Linked DNA regions of Mus musculus: region 2 is linked to region 1. Evidence: chromatin contacts called from public Hi-C data. All regions are on one chromosome and are shown on one strand. Each heading gives the region's core, a stretch centred on a gene start, on an enhancer-like site or on the middle of the called end of the contact. The rest is flanking DNA. Distances are from core to core; before and after follow the strand shown.

Region 1 (4,329 bases), core at 555-3,054:
TTTGAAGACCGCAACAGTGTACTCACACACATGAAAGAAAGAAAGAAAGAAAGATAGAAAGAAAGAAAGAAAGAAAGAAAGAAAGAAAGAAAGAAAGAAAGAAAATAAATAAGTCGGGGTATCCAGGCGTGGTGGCGCACACCTTTAATCCCAGTACTTGGGAACCAGAGACAGGTGATCTACAGAGTGCATTCCAGGACATCCAGGGCTACAAAACCCTGTCTAAAAAAAAATACCAGTGAAGATATGGCCTAGGCGATAACGCAAAGGATGGCCTGAGTTTTATCCACAGGACGGTTGGTGGAAGAACCAACTCTTAAGTTGTCCTCTGATTTCCACAACCTACTATAGCATGCATACACACATATACACACTAACAGGTAATTTTAAAAAATATAGAAATAATGGGGCTGGAGAGCTGCTCAGCAGTTAAGAGCACTGGCATTCTTCCATAGGAACCAGGTTTGATTCCCTGCACCCACCCAGTAGCTCACAATATCTCTAACTACAGAGGCTGAGGTCCTCCTCTGGCCTCTCTCAGGCAGCGTGCATGCACATGGGCACACATACATACACGGAGGCAAAATACACCTCTGTGTTTACCTGTGTCTGAACTGTGTCCTTTATAGCCAAAGGGAAGGAAAGAAATTAGAGATCCAAAATCATTTTCTCTGCCCCAGGAGCATACGCCAGCTCTTCCTGGTGCCCAAGCTGAAACTCCAGAGTACTGGACTCCAGAAAGAACTCTTTACATTTTAAATAAGTCGCTGCACACTTCTTAATCCCAGCAGAGGCAGGTGGATGTCTGAGTTCCAGGACAGCCAGGGCTACACAGAGAAACTCTGTCTCGAAAAAAAATGAAAATAAATAGATAAAATAAATGTCTCTAGTCGTTCCTACAAACGACAGCCAAATTTACAAAGTGCGAGTACAACTCCAGGCAAGTTTCCCCCAGTAAACCTTCTTGCCCAGGGCTTGCCCAATACTCCGAAGACCCACTAACTGCGAAAAATCTCCCGCACTCTTCCCTCCTGTGAAAAGGTGGGTTAAAAAAAACTGTCGTCCCAAGCCGGAGCGCCGCTTTCACTATCTACAAACTTCCACCTGCAACCCGAGTTTCCTCCCACCGTAGGCTCGCCACCCGGAGGAGCTCCCTGCCCGATCCGATCCGCCCCGCCCCCTCAGGCCGCGGATCGCAGCAGGACACCCACCGTTCCCGCTCCGGCCACTTTGGGGGAGGGTGTCTCCGTCCCCGAGCCTCCCGAGCCTCCCCACCCCCACAGTGGGAGTGCGCTCGCTTGCTCGCAGCGTCCCCCGAGAGTCCCGGGCACCGGCCCCGCTTCTCCCGGGCCGGCAGGCCGCCCCTCCTCCCGCCGCCTGGCACGGAGCAGCCTCCCCCTCCTTCCGGGAGACCCGCGCGCCGCCGCAGCCCCGACCGAGCCGGCTACCTGGGAGGCACGGCCTGCGCGGAGGAGGAGGCCCTCCGCAGCCCTCCGTTGAGATCCTTTGCCTCCGGCGACGAGGCGGATACCGCCGCGGACCGGGACCCGGGTTCAGCCTCGCTCCAGGCCGCATCCCCGCCGCGGGAAGCGGAGGCTCCAGAGGCAGCGGCACCTTGGCGTGAGGCCTCGGCCGCGGCCTTCTTGGTGTCGCCGAGTGCCGGGGACTTGGGGAAGAAGCTGTACAAGGTGCTTTGTCGGGACATGATGAAGGCTGACGGGCAGACCGGGCCACGGCTCCGAGCGCCTACAAGGATCGCATCCACCGCGCGGCCGCCGCTGGCGGGAAAGTCGGGAGGAGGCGCGTCCTACCCGAGCATCCGTAGCCCAGCGGCCAATCCGAAGGCGTGTCGGCCTGCGCGGTGGGCGGGGCCCCGCCCGCGACGTGCCCTGGCGTAGATGGGCGGGGCGGGGCGGGCCCAGCCCCCAAGCTCGGGTTGGCGGGCCTTGAGACTGAGCCTTTGCAAAGCAGTGGAGCTCGCGGTGGCTACCCGGGCAAGTATGCACCAAGAAGACGGAAGTGGCTTGCGCGGTTGCTGGAACGGCGGGGTGCACCCTGCGAGAAGCCGCGTCGAGCTCGCTGCGGAAACACCTGGCCCTGCGGGCGGTCCTGCGGTTGGACTGAAAGGAGCTGAGAAATTGGTTGTTGCTGTCTGCCACGTACGGTGCGTTCGCAGAGCATTGTACAGAGCGGCACTTGTGAATGCCAAGTGCAAGAACAGCTATCCACAAAACCAGCTACCCACAAAACTTTCCTTGGCCCGTCACTGCCTCAACTAGTTTACGCCTTACTATATGAGATGGGCAGTTAAGGTCCAGTCTTATCTGAGCCCTTTAGCATAAGTGTGCAGAATTTTTTATATTTTAGAAACTGAGATTGCTAAGGTAATGTTGAGCGTCAACGCTTGGGCCCTAGCAACCCTAACGAGCTAAACTCCCACTCATCCTCAGTAGTCGAATAATAGAGAAAATAGCAAAAAAACAGATTTTTTTTTCAAAGGGCCACATTAGGAAGATAAAGTTCAGCCCCCCCCCCCCGGAAGTTCATCTTTGGGGGTACTGACGTGAAGTTTTGGTTTAAACCGGGCGACGGGAACCAGAATGGTCTTGTAAGAGGTGGTCTGACCCACCATAATCTCTGCTCCAGACTGTCCTACATGGGGATTCAACGAGCTTCAGATACTTGAGAAATCTCTTTCCAGAAACCAAGTTCTTCCTCTACACTAACTCGAAGCTTTGTCTTACCCCTTCCCACCAAAAAATTCCTGGAGAAATTCCAATTCTTTGGAGTCCATTATTTCAATTGCCTGATAGCCAAAGGGAGCCAAGTGTTTCTCCTCAGAATGTCTTCCTGCCAGGTTGATTACAGGGCGTTTTCGAAAATTGGAGCTCCTATTCAAATTCAAGAAATTGGAGCTGAGCGCGAAGGTGTGTGCCTTTAACCCCATTGTTCCAGGCAGAAGCAGGTGGATCTCTGAGGTCAAGGACAACCCTGGCTACAGTTACAAGACTTGCCAGGGTTTGTTACACGGAGAAACCCTGTCACAAAAAAAAAAAAAAAAAAAAAAAACCAAAACAAAAAAAACAACTAAATCAAGAAGGAGAGAGAGAGAAATTGGGAGACTTAATTCAGCTCTAAGTAAGAATGGACTTAGCTCTGGCTAGCAATACCTTCACTTTGGTAAAAGGGTAAAAAGATTTGCTTTGTTGGACAAAACCAGCTCAGCCTGTAAAGGTGCTTTGGAGTCCAGCTAGAGACCTGAATTCTATCACTAGAATCACACTGTGAAGGATTGCTGCAAATTATCCTCTGACCTCTATACTCAGGCTCCATAGGCTTGGGGTGGGCACGGTCACGTGCACACGTGTATACGTGTGTATGTGTGTGTGTGTGTGTGTGTGTGTACACATACACACACCAGCCTAAAAACAAAAGAAACTTGGTATGGTAGGCCACACCCTTGATCTCAGCACTTAGGAGACAGGGGATCTCTGTGAAGTTTGAGGCTGTTAAGAGATGTCCCAGAGAAACTACCAAGCTAGACCACTTTGTAGACAGAAAGATTCCTTTAGAATCAAACTGCTAAGGCCAGTCTCTTGGGACAGAGATAGGAGCAGCCTGTTGGGAAAACAAGCAGACTTTGTGACGGGGTGGAGGTGGGGGGAAATCTGAGCTGATAAGATTATTCTGTTTTTCGGATAGGTTAAAGCAGGTGGCATTGCCTGAGGTAGTTGACCTTCCAGGAGGGAACGTTCAGGGAGGTTCTTGGTGAAGAGAAACTACCTTAAAAGATTTGCTCTGCTAATAAACAGAAACCTTTAGGCTTGTTAATCCAGTAAGTCTTTCTGTTTATCCAAAGGCCTTCTGTTTAGGACAGTGTCACCAGCACTCTCCGTGGGAGTGGTGCTTTGAACCTGGTAGAGGCCAGCCCTGTCTACACAATGAGTTCAGGCCAGCCAGGGTTATGCGGTAAGGCTCTATGGCAAAACAAATAAGTAATTAAATTAAATTTTTAAAAAGAGTAAGTGGCTGGGCGGTGGTGGCGCACGCCTTTAATCCCAGCACTTGGGAGGCAGAGGCAGGTGGATTTCTGAGTTTGAGGCCAGCCGGGTCTACAAAGTGAGTTCCAGGACAGCCAGGGCTACACAGAGAAACCCTGTCTCCAAAAACAAAAACAAACAAACAAACAAACAAAAAAAGAGTAAGTGATTTTCTGTGTTTGGGCAGACCTGGTTTTCCTTTGCGTCTTTGCAGTAGATGAGCGACTGCTATCCTCTGATATATCCTTACATTAGGCTTTTACACATGTTCTCAGTTTACCTTATTATT
Region 2 (4,052 bases), core at 1,143-3,642, 40 kb before region 1:
GGTTAAACCTTTGTTTGGGTTATTTGATGCTCTAGCATGACTTTGCCTTTTTAAGCTGACTTCCACATTTTATTTATTTATTTATTTATTTATTTATTTATTTAGAGCGTTTTCTTTCTGCCACAAGATATTCTAGGCTTATTTTGTACTTTCTTGCCCTACGGCCCTGAGATCTACCATTATCCCAACAAGGATGAAAATGTCCTTTTATAGAAAATTACTCAGAAGCGAGGTCCAGCCCAGCCATGCTCCTTATTTTGGGAAGCTTTGTGTTCTTAGCTGTGAAGAGAGCTACTACTGATAAGCACCGTTTCCGTGCACATCTGAGTATTTACATCTGCAGTTCTATAGCTGCCTGAAAATCAATAACTTCACACTTTATACCTTTAATTCTAGGCTCAACATCAAAAGGCTTACTGGTGCCTTCTGGTTCTTTGCTTGTTTGATTTTGTTTTTTGTTTTTATATGTATATGTGTACATTTATAGCTGTTTTCTTGAGCAGAAATCAGGCTTCCATTATCCTGTGTGTTTACTTGGCCTCATATATTTTGTTTTTGTTTTTTCGAGACAGGGTTTCTCTGTGTAGCCCTGGCTGTCCTGGAACTCACTTTGTAGACCAGGCTGGCCTCGAACTCAGAAATCTGCCTGCCTCTGCCTCCCTTCTGGGATTAAAGGCGTGTGCCACCACGCCCGGCTCTTGGTCTCATTTTACTTAGTTCTGCGTAAGTGTCTGCTATCCCCTCACCTTGGTGAGGCTCTCTTCCTGCTCTGCCTGAGTCCGCTCCCTTTCCCTCCCTGTTGCAAATTTCCCTCGTGCTCTTAGTCTGTAGCTTCCCCTAGCTGGTGTCTAATACACAGCAGGTGACCCACCACCCCACCCCCCCATCCCCCCCACCCCCCCCATCCCCCCCACCCCCCCATCCCCCCCACCCCCCCCATCCCCCCCACCCCCCCATCCCCCCCACCCCCCCATCCCCCCCACCCCCCATCCCCCCCACCCCCCCCCCATCCCCCCCACCCCCGAGACTTTGCGGTGGCACGGCTTGCCTGTCTGCTCACTTCACTCTGCTCTGTCCTGTTCTTCGGAACGACACATCTCTTCACACACCCCCTTTTTTTTCTTAAAGTTTTTCCAAGTTCTATAAGATGTGGAATATCTGCCAGATAGTCATCCAGTCGGCTGGAATTCCATACAAAATTCTGTTCTTCCTTCTCTTGCCAAATTTGACATTTTAGTAAAAGGACTGACCCCATTTTTCTTTTCTGTTTTACAGATGATGTTCCTGCAGATATGGTTGCAGAAGAATCAGGTCCTGGTGCACAAAATAGTCCATACCAACTTCGCAGAAAAACTCTTTTGCCAAAAAGAACAGCGTGTCCTACAAAGAGCAGTATGGAGGTTAGTTCATTGTAATTGTTTTTGTAATGAAAAAAATGGGTCACGTTTTTAGAGAATTATATACAGTAGGAATACTTCATTGATAAGTTTTCTTCTTGGTTTTGAAGGGTGCCTCTACTTCGACTACAGAAAACTTTGGTCATCGAGCAAAGCGTGCAAGAGTGTCTGGAAAGTCACAAGATCTTTCAGGTATTTTGAATGGGAAGTGAAGTTTTAAAAGTTTATATTTGAGCCTAGGTGTAGTGACACATGATTTTAATCCTAGCATTTAGGAGTCAGAGGCAGGGGATCTCTGAGTTCAAGACCATGCTGGAGAGTTTCAGGACAGTTAGGGCCATATAGAGAGTCTAGTGATGACGGTGATGATGGTGATGATATGGTAAGTGAAACCGAAAACTAAATATTATCTGAAGATATTGAGTAGTTACTATTTTAAAGTACTTAGAGCTCTAATCTTTCCCTCTATAACTTATTTTAAAATTTATTTTTACTTTTAATTATGTGTGCTTCTGTGGCTAAATAAGCTGGAAGGAGGGCATTGGGTTTCCTGGAGCTGGATCTACAGGCTGTTGTGAGCTTCAGGTTATAGGTGCTGAGAACCAAAAAAGGGTCCTCCGCACGACCCGTACAAAGTTAAATGATGAGCTGTCTTTCCATCCTGTCTTATTTTTATATAAAAGTTTTTGGGTTTTGTTTTTTGTTTTTTAATAGCCACACTAAATGGTATAGCCATAACCACTTGGGAGGCTAAAGGGCTGGAAAAGGAAGTTAGAGTGAGTTCAAGACCAGCCTAGGAAGCTTTTCAAGACTGCCTTAAACACAAAACAGACAAACAAACTAGATAACACATTGTGTGTGTGTGTGTGTGTGTGTGTGTGTGTGTGTGTGTGTGTGTGTGTGAGTGAGAGAGAGAGAGAGAGAGAGAGAGATAAAGGGAAAATAGATCAGTAAAGGCACTGTTTGTTAGATAAAATAATTTCTTTAGTGAGGAAGTCACCCTGTTAAATGACCCTGTCCTGTCTGTTAATCTCTGTTAGCAGCACCCGCTGAACAGTATCTTCAGGAGAAGCTGCCAGATGAAGTAGTTTTAAAAATATTTTCTTATTTGCTGGAACAAGACCTTTGTAGAGCTGCTTGCGTGTGTAAACGCTTCAGTGAGCTTGCTAATGATCCAATTTTGTGGTGAGTGATAGCTCCTGTTGCCTTGAAAGACGGACGGTGTGTGACACCGAAGCTGCAGGGAAGGGAGGTGGAAGGGTGGGCTTCTTGTTACAACTGAGTCATTAAAAGAAAATGACAATGGTTATCATAAATGTGGAGAACTTGTTAATCCAAGAAGTACTATAAACAAGAAGTTATTCCTGTCATTTACATTTCATAACAACCGAGCGATTTGCGAGGGAATCTTTTATTTATGGAGTCCAGTAGCATATTGAAGACAGAATCTTCTATAGCACAGGCTGGCCTCAAAATGACTATGTAGCTGAGGCTGCCCTTAAACTACCGATCCTCCTGTTTTCAGCCAACACTCCCAACTCATTTTGTTTTTACATTTGTTTGTTTGTTTGTTTTTATGAAGCAGAGTTGGGGTTTAACAAAGATATTTCAGTATAGACTATGTCTGTGTGAAGAAAGAGATGCTCAGAAGAAAGTAGGGCATGCCAGGAGCATGGGTGTGGCCTTACCAAAGAAAAGTCAGGTGAAGTAAGATATACCTAAGGGTTAATACAGGCTTCTCCAAGGAGTGCAGCCTCATTTTTTAAAAGCAGAGTTAGTTGGGTGTGGTAGCACACATCTTTAATCCATCCCCTGCAGAGGCTTGCAGAGTTCAAGGCCAGCTTGGCCTACAAAGAGAGTTGCAGGCAAGGCTAGGCTGCGTAGTGAGACCACGCACTGTGTGTTTGGTGAGGCTGTGCTTTCTGGGCTGGAGAGACAGGTCAGTGGTTAAGAGCGCTTATTGCCCTTACGCTGACCAGCACAGCCAGTTTAGGGTTCCAGTATCTTTTCGAGTCTCTGCAGGCACAGCACATATGTGGTGCATACATATATGCAGGTAAAACACACATACATTTTTTTGATTTATTAATTTATTAATATGTAAGTATACCGTAGCTGACTTCAGACACTCCAGAAAAGATTTTTGTTACGGATGGTTGTGAGCCACCATGTGGTTGCTTGGATTTGAACTCATGACCTTTGGGAGATCAGTCAGTGCTCTTACCTACTGAGCCATCTCAACAGCCCCATATTTTTTTAACTTTTAAATTTTGTTTGTTTGTTTGAAGCAGGGTTTTCCTGTGTGTAGCCCAGGCTGTCCTGAAACTTCAGTCTGTAGACCTAGCTGGCCTTGTGTCTGGATCTGCCTGCCTCTGCCTTCCGAGTGCTGAGATTAAAGACATGCCACTACTGCTGCCCACCTTTTTAAAATTAGTAATTTAAAACAATATTTCGTCAGCTGGGAATAGTGCCACACACCTTTACTCCCGGTACTTGGGAGGCACAAGCAGACAGGTGGATCTTTGTTATCTCAAAGCTAACTTGGTCTACAGAATGACTTCCAGGATAGCCTAGACTACATAGTGAGAGCCTGTCTGCAAGGGGGAAAAAAAAAGAAGGTATTTTGTCTGCCTACTGGAACATGTCTGTGGTCCC

What was found. Hi-C and Micro-C count contacts between places; a contact is called where the count stands out from the background.
Region 2: a Hi-C map of the G1E-ER4 cell line shows a contact between it and region 1, with 2.2 times the contacts expected there. The contact joins the enhancer-like site here to the promoter of Msh6 in region 1. A contact is called at or near these places in 1 of 39 promoter capture datasets (pre-B cells), 1 of 15 datasets of contacts at CTCF or cohesin (CD8 T cells), 27 of 484 Hi-C or Micro-C datasets (the 63-12 cell line, B cells, CD4 T cells and 18 more), 8 of 115 datasets of contacts at active chromatin or transcription factors (CD8 T cells, the HPC-7 cell line, the SCID.adh cell line and 3 more) and 3 of 9 other capture datasets (adipose tissue, liver and pancreatic islet).

What each region holds. Positions count from the first base shown.
Region 1 is chr17:87,972,525-87,976,853 of GRCm38.p6, reverse strand. Msh6 (mutS homolog 6) reads right to left here and starts at 1,804. Exons shown (of 10, transcript NM_010830.2): 1 at 1,449-1,804. The coding sequence starts at 1,705.
Region 2 is chr17:88,012,936-88,016,987 of GRCm38.p6, reverse strand. It overlaps Fbxo11 (F-box protein 11), which reads left to right. Exons shown (of 23, transcript NM_001081034.3): 2 at 1,276-1,400; 3 at 1,508-1,589; 4 at 2,438-2,582. Among named protein-coding and RNA genes, the nearest start is that of Msh6, 40 kb to the right of the region's middle. Within about 2 kb of position 2,392, at least 8 of the 459 cell types and tissues checked have an H3K27ac peak or open chromatin away from gene starts, as enhancers often do. A contact at or near this core is called in the G1E-ER4 cell line and the HPC-7 cell line, where this site is marked.